2 separate regions of the Mus musculus genome follow, and region 2 is linked to region 1. A link is a contact called in public Hi-C data. All regions are on one chromosome and are shown on one strand. Each heading gives the region's core, a stretch centred on a gene start, on an enhancer-like site or on the middle of the called end of the contact. The rest is flanking DNA. Distances are from core to core; before and after follow the strand shown. Region 1 holds the start of Unc79 (unc-79 homolog). Region 2 overlaps Unc79 (unc-79 homolog).

The links. Hi-C and Micro-C count contacts between places; a contact is called where the count stands out from the background.
Region 2: a Hi-C map of the N1E-115 cell line shows a contact between it and region 1, with 2.5 times the contacts expected there. The contact joins the enhancer-like site here to the promoter of Unc79 in region 1. A contact is called at or near these places in 3 of 39 promoter capture datasets (hippocampal neurons, neutrophils and stem cell-derived epiblast-like cells), 2 of 484 Hi-C or Micro-C datasets (the N1E-115 cell line and dorsal root ganglion neurons), 2 of 115 datasets of contacts at active chromatin or transcription factors (embryonic stem cells and neural progenitor cells) and 3 of 9 other capture datasets (adipose tissue, liver and pancreatic islet).

Annotation. Positions count from the first base shown.
Region 1 is chr12:102,946,525-102,950,361 of GRCm38.p6, reverse strand. It overlaps Unc79 (unc-79 homolog), which reads right to left and starts at 1,503. Exons shown (of 49, transcript NM_001081017.2): 1 at 787-1,503. The coding sequence starts at 808.
Region 2 is chr12:103,004,791-103,008,752 of GRCm38.p6, reverse strand. All of the region lies in intron 4 of Unc79 (unc-79 homolog), which reads right to left. Among named protein-coding and RNA genes, the nearest start is that of Unc79, 58 kb to the right of the region's middle. Within about 2 kb of position 1,697, at least 9 of the 459 cell types and tissues checked have an H3K27ac peak or open chromatin away from gene starts, as enhancers often do. A contact at or near this core is called in the N1E-115 cell line, where this site is marked.

The DNA.
Region 1 (3,837 bases), core at 254-2,753:
ACATGGAGTTACCATGTTGTTACCAGCCAAGCACAGAGCCAGTCATTATTGGTACAACCAAATTCCTCCTGTGCTATTAGAGTTTGTGGAAGCTGCCCTACAAAGAAAGCCTGCTCTTTGGAAAAATCATTAGATCAATTAGATCATTTTCCCAATACCCCTTTCACTCTCTTGTAAGCCCCCACACAGTGGAGGTTAGTTGCTCCAGGGGAGCAGTGTTGCTATGCACGAGTTAATTTTCTTTATACTGAATGCAGAATTCAGCCTGCTCTCTGTTCCCTCCCCCCTCTCTCCCTTCTTGCCTCTTCCACCCGAAGTGGAAACTGCAGACTCAAACTCCCCGATGGCTCCAGCACCAGGAACTGGGCATGCTCAGAAGGCCAGGCAGGCTTTGGTTGCAACTGACAGTTCCCCGCCCCTGATTTGCCGCTGCCCCCCTTCCCCCACTCCAACAAGAGATACCGAAATGTTTATCTGAAAGATACGAGGCCTCTTTTTCCCGAGATTGACCCCATTTTAATTTCGTCTCGCGGGGTCTTCGGTCTGGAGAACCCCACTGCTAGCCCCAGTAGACTGCATTATTTTTCAGCACCGGGGACAGCGCCGCGCTGCCTCCGCCGTCCACCCTCCCCCACCTCCTTCCACCCCCCACCCGCCACCCGCCCCAACCTCAGCCCCCACCCCCGCACCAGCACAATGCCAAGGTCTCCCAGCAGCCGCAAACGCCGCAGCTGCGATAGCTCCCAGCCGGAGGCCGGGCCGAACGCCGGGCCGGCTGCTACTTACACTGCTCCGCTTTGGTGGACATGGTGCTGTCCAGATGGAAAGGCTTTGCCCCAAAATCTGTGTCGTGTGAGCTCCCTCGCTCCGCCAGCGATGTTGCGAGGAAAAGAGCGCATACCCCCCACCCCCCACCCCCTCGCTTTCCCCCTCCCTTAGGCCCGTGTCGCTACCATTCGGACAAAACGCACATCAAATTGCAGAATTCGGTCCCGGAAGGTTAGGAAATCGCCCCCGGAGAAATGGGTGGGATTTAATGGGCGGCCAAAGGCTTCCTGTCCGTCCCCTCCTGGAGCTGCCCGCGTGGATGTGGGCGGGGAGACCGAAAGGAGAGAGCGAGCTGCGGCTCCTGGTGAAATGGGAAAATGGGCTCGACCGGGGGAGGAGTATTTCCATTCATAAGGCGCACGGAGGGGCCGGGTGTTTCCCAGAGAAAAGCCTCTTAAAGTGCCGGAGTCCCCGACCATTTGGATCTCCCCATTGGCGTTCTCCAGGCCCGTAGATCCTGCGAGCGAAGCAGCCCCCGGCGCCTCGACGCGGTGACCGGAGAGGAGCACAGGTGCGTCCCACGCGCGTCTCAGCCTCCGGGAGGAAGGGCAGGGAGGCGGATCCGGGGCGGGCTGCACACAGCCGGGCCGGAGGGCGACGACAGTGCTCCAGAGGACTGCGAGGAAGGAAATGGAGAAGTAACCCTCTGCATGGCTTCCCGGCGTGCTGCGCTCCGTGCCCTCTGCCTCCCCTGGCGGATGGGCTCTCCTGCTGCTGAGCAGCGATGGGAGGTCCCAAAGCCAGGGGGCTGTGAGAAGACTTGAGGGGGTGTGGGTTGGAGCTAGGGAAAGGAGGAGATTTCCATAGATGGTAAAGGTGGAAGGTCCACAGAAAAGGAAGAGGAGAAACTGGAGACAGAAAGAACCCAGGTGTGCTCCTCGCAAGCAGTCCAGGCTGGGCGCCTGGGAGAAGCCCCTCTCTCTGCTGGGAAGCAGAAACCAATGGAAAAGGGGAGCGATCAAAAGGGCAACATGCATATTAATAGGAAGACTCCTGGAGAGTCCACCTCAAAGTAGAAAAGCACTAGAAGCCTGGGTTTAGGAGAACCAGATCCCAGACTCTGTTCCATTGCTTGCTATCCGTAAGCCTATGGTTCTTCATCATCTGTAAAATGGGAACAATAAAATCCGCCCTGCCGCCCGGAATCAATGGGCAGTGGAATAATACAACGGAAACAGAAAGACTAACTGCCAGTCATTAGAACCAGTCTTCACTCAAATCGTTCATTTGGAAAACTGGGCGGGGTGCGGGGGTGGGGGTGGGGGACAACAAGCATAGCAAACTGGTTTAGCAAAAGCAATAGGAACTGTAAGTTGATGAGCTATTTTTAATATGAAGAAAATCAATGTTCTTCCATCTCAGGAAGAATGATATGTAGGTTAAGGAAATACTAGTAAATTCCCTGAGAAAAGTACTAATTATCCAGATCTTTGACTATTAAAAACAAAACACTGGGAACAATTATCAAGGTATTCCAAGTGGCCTAGAAAACAGACGTCTAGGGAGCTGTCCGTGGTGCAAGTACTGTGGAGCTGTTTGACTGCGAACAAGGGGAAGGGATTTGGCGCCTGAGGATGCCCCTCCGACTGCATTCTTGGTAGGTAGCTTGAGGTACCTGCCCAGAGACCATCGCGCTCTACCACTGCTTACTCCCCAGACCACAGCCCCGTCTCAGGGAAAGACAAATGATTCTTTGAAGAACGACGGCGAACAGTTCATCTTGAGTAAATAAAATCAAAATACATGGAAGTGGTTCTGAACAAAATATGAATATAATGAACATTTCTGAGAAAATGACAAGCGTTTTGTGTGATTAGAGGAAAGCTCAAGGATTTATTCCAAAATTTCTGGGAAGCTGGAGGCATTAATAAAGAAAACAGTAATTGAAATTTGAAAGAAAAAAAAAGTAGCTTGGACAAACACAGAACAAAGGAAGAAATACGTCTTGGAAATAATTCCCCCACCCCCTGCCTGATGTTGCTGCTGTTTGTCACTGAACATCTATCTCTACATTGAGAACCAGCTGCTGCTGAGGTCGTGCCCACCCGGGGGAATCCCGATCTGGGTTTCAGACCTGCCTCTTGTGCTCTTACGACCTTTCACTTTCTTATGCTTTGATTTTTCTCATCAAAACAAAACAAAACAAAAAAAAAAAACAGTATGGTGATAGTCCTATCAAAAGTTGTTGTCAAGATTACATGAGTATACTCATGAGAGTCCGGAGCTTCCAAGCACACTTGAACAGCAGTTGTTGTTGGCAGTGCTGCTCAGAATGCCCGCAGGCCTCCAGTCTATTTGGATCAGTTCTCTTCTTGTCCCTTTCAAAGTCCTTAATCATACACACCATTGACACTATTCCTCAGCCTTGACTCTCACTACTTCAGGCTTGACTTGTGAGGGTTAATTCACCAGCCCGGACAGTCTCCACACCCAGTTTCTCCATACCAGCACAAGCTCCGACTTACTCCTCTGGGGAGACGTGACCTTCCTTATCTTCATCTTCTCCCCTTCCTTTTCCCCCTGCCCTTAGCCTTTCTTACTACTTTTTTGTCCATTGCAGAAATTGGAAAATCTGGACTAGCCATCCTACTACATTAGCAGTGCACATCACTACCTTCTAGCTGCATTGTTGTGCCTACCTGAGGTCCACTCCTGGCCACAATAGATACTTGCAGGAGTCTTTGATAATTCTCTGCTACCCGTGACAGTTATTTTGTCTCTTGGGGCCAGCATTCAAAGTATCTCCTTATTTCTTTCTAAAACTCCCTTTTCATGGGGCTGGAGAGATGACTCAGCAGTTAAGAGCACTGACTGCTGTTCCTAAGGTTTTGAGTTCAATTCCCAGCAACCACATGGTGGCTCACAACCATCTGTAATGGGATCCAAAGCCTTCTTCTGTTGTGTCTGAAGACAGCTACAGTGTACTCATATAAATAATAAAAATAAATAAATAAATCTTAAAAGAAAAGAAAAGCCCTCTTCATTCGACTTCTGTGATATAATGTTCTT
Region 2 (3,962 bases), core at 448-2,947, 58 kb before region 1:
CCTTTATAAATGGGAGAGATGCCCAACTGTCTCGGATGATTTAAGTGAAGTCTGTTTGGAGAACTGCCCAGATGGCTTAGCGACCTTTGGATGTCCCTGTTACCTCTGCAAATCTATGCTGTCCCTCAAGTATGGCCATCCATAAAGCCAAGAGTTCCCCTAGGACACAAGCCCCAGGAAATTGGCTCCAATACTTATATAAACAGACAGCATCTTGCAATTTCAAAGCCTTCTACGAGACCAAATAAAATCACCATGGTTTTAATTTAATAAGCATGCACAAGCACACATCATTTACTGAATCTTGTTAAAAAGGCATGATGTAAACAGATACGTAGCTCAATCCCATGAGAGCACCAAAAAAAAAAAAAAAAAAAAAAAAAACCATAAAATGAAAGGGGAAAGATGAGTGTCCTCAGGAAATGTAATTTAGAGTTTCCAGGCCTTTCTGCTCTTCCCCCAGTAGCACAAGAACAGAAATTACCATCATGCCTTCCTCTCTTGAACAGTACCAATCCCTTAGCAAGTGCTGCATTTCATAATGTGCTGCATGTGTGGTTCTTACACACATACAGCCTTCCCAAGTGAGCAGATAACAAAAGCCATTCTATAAGTGAGAGGTGAACTAGCTGCAGGAAAGCACCAGCATTATCAAAGGGACAATGACAGTTCAAGACAAGGACAATTATAGCTAACTGTAAATCTAATGCTCCAGTCGCTCACTCAGTCAGTCAACACTACCTTTTTCATAGAAAATGCACCAGGCATCATTCGAAGCCCTTGTAGGTAGCTATGCATATTATTTAAGATGAAATAAGATTTAGAACTGCATCCTTCAGCCTCACTAGACACATCGTACATGCTTAGCAACCCCATATGATCGCGGCTGCAGCGTGAGGCAGCATAGAATTTTATGATGCATTTCCATTATCAGAGAAAGTTCTGTGGACAGTGTTGTTCCACAGAAAAGGACAAATATCCACCAGTGAGAGGCGAGAATCTGGGCAAGGAAACAGAGACAAGATAATGGGATGTTCTGCATTAGATTAGAAGGGAGCATCTCCAAAGATATGATCCTTCAGAGTGTCCAGTGGCGTGGCTCAGGGAGTAAAAGCTCTGGCTGTACAGGCCTGACAATACAAACTCCACCCAGAGCACACAGAAGAAAGTAGACGGAGTGGCTTGCATCAGAAGACCCAGAAACTCCTACAGCCAGAGCAGGCAGAGACTGGAAAACCCACAAGAAACCTTGGGCCACCTAGCCTGGGGTACACAGCCCAGTAGTGGAAGCAACAAAGGAGATCCTGCCTTAAAATGGTGCAGAAAACTGACACCCAAATGCTGTCCTTTGACCTCCCATGAATCTCTGTCTGTCTGTCTCTCTCCCCCAACTTTCTCAGTCACACACACACACACACACACACACACACACACACACCTTTCTTTGAAAGATGTGGTACTTGAACTGAGACCTAAAGGAAACACATCATGAGGACATTTAGAAGGGCTCCAAGACAAGGGAAATTGTATACAGTAAGCCTAAAGCCTGATGATGCCCTTATAAAACCACAGGAAGGCTGATGTGGACATGCAGACTGGTCATGTGGTAATACAATGACCACAACAGAGAGGTTGGCCACAGCCAGTGCATGCAGGGTCTGACGAGCTAAAGAAGGCCGCTGAACTCTAGTGTAAGAGTGACGGGAAGCTGGATGGCTTGGAGGAGGGAAATGACACGATTTAATCTACACGTTTGGAAGGTGACTCTGGGTTTGGGGTAAAGAACAGCTGATAGGAAGCCTAACCAGGGAAGTAGAGAGACCAGGTCTGAAGCTCTTAGACCGATCCAAGTAACCGCCACAGGACACGGTCCGAGATAGGATACATTGAAATAAACTGGCCTTATAGTCTTCTAGACGACAAAGACAAGGGAGTTACCTAGGGTGAGGAAACTCCTAGGACATGTGACATAGTCACTTCCTACGTTGGCCAGATAGCATTATCTGGATAGCAAAGCAGACTCTCTTCTCACAGGCCTTGAGCTATGCAAACAGCCCTTGGACAGTGCTCCATGAGGTACGGTCTCTGTTAAGAGAGAGCTATGACTTCAGAAGGCATCGACTACATTTGAAGAGAGGACCAGAGTCCCATGACTCATTAAAATACTTGCCAGTTGGGTTAGTGAAGAGCCATGAAAGCAAGATACCTAACTGTGCAGGTATCATGAGGGCAAGCTTGTGGTGGTTTTATGTGGGCTATCACATAAGCCATGGAAGGTCCGGCCTCTCCTGGATGGCCCTTGGCCTCAGTGTATAGGAGAGTGAATCCTCTGAAGAACATGAACAATCTCGGCAGACTAGTGTCAGTTTTTGCTGCAATGTGACATAATTATTATATCTATGATTTGCCTGTGCATTTGATCCATTACATATTTGTACAACGTTGTAGAATATTCAACTATTAAGTCTCATATGACTTTCTTCTCATGGTCTCACAACAAAGATGGGATGTAGGCAAGGGGAGCTATATTAGTGACAGTTTTATTTATAGCTAAGAGAATAAAAGTTAAACTAGGGAAAGAGAGCAACCAAAGGACTATAATTCTGCCCCCAATGAATCCTGATCCCAGACAGTTCTCACAGCAACACCTACCTCATTAGCTAGTAAGAGGACCAGGAATAGACATTATGTGATTATTCGCATGGCATCAATAGCTTGTCTTTTACTGTCTTTTGTCTGTGTAAGATTAGTTTTCATAAGACCTTAAAACTAAGCCGGGCGGTGGTGGTGCACATTGTTAATCCCAGCATTCAGCAGCAGAGGCAGGTGGATCTCTAAGTTTGAGGCCATCCTGATCTACAGAGTGAGTTCCAGGACAGCCAGGACCACACAGAGACCATAACCCTAGACCACATGTACCATGTAGTAGCCAAAACCAAACAATAGATGCCCCTTGGCCTAGAGCCCGGAACCAGATATTCAATGAAGTCATATATTGTTTTTAAGTCAACTCAAAGATCTGAAAGATCCTTTCTCTTTCCTAAGGGCCAGTGGCTGAGGAAATGTATGTCAGGAAAGAAGCTGCGTCAGATAGCACACAGAGTCCAAGGTGCGGCAATTCTTCAGCATCATTTCTTTCTTCAAAATAAGCAGCCTGCACTAATGGGCACTTACTTAGACCTACACCCAAGTATCATCCTTCAGACAGCCATACTTCAATTTGGTCCACAAATCACAAGTTCTTTATTGGAAAAAGAGAGGTTTCCATGGTGATCTGCAAATGATTTTTTTCTTGCAATTCTTAGTAACTCTTTTAATATCTTTTCATAAACAAAATAGATTCCACACATTGGAATAAAGAGAACTATATTTTATTTATGAAAGGAGTTAAAAAACATGTCAAAAATAATTTTTATAATAAGTTGATGTGCTAGGAGACCTCAAAAGGAGTTATTTAAAAATAAAAGCATAAGCGATTCGTGGGGTAGCAAAGATGGTGTGAGCAGCCTAAATGCTATGCAGCCAATGTTTGGTTTGAAGAACTGGATCCACTTCAAAGTCAAAACTGTCTCATCAAAGACAATGATATGTGATATAATCTATTAATTATATAATTCTGAATTATATAATCATTCGTTATACAATCATTAATGACGATCATTTAAAAAAATTATCTATGCTTTCCATTGACTATAGGAATACCATATCAGAGAGATATTTTTTAACACCTTCCTGTCAGTTTCATTTCATGTTGCGTTTTCTTGTTTGCAGCAGGGTCTCCCTGGCCTTGAACTTGTAGCGATCCTCCTGCTTCAGCCTTCCAAGTGCTAACATTATAAAACTGCACCTTCACTTCCAGCAAGTCCTTCTGGCATAGACTATCAAACATCCAGAAAATGCAGCACCTTTGATTCTAACACATCTGTACTGAAATAAAAATATTCTCAACCAAGTTAAAAGCC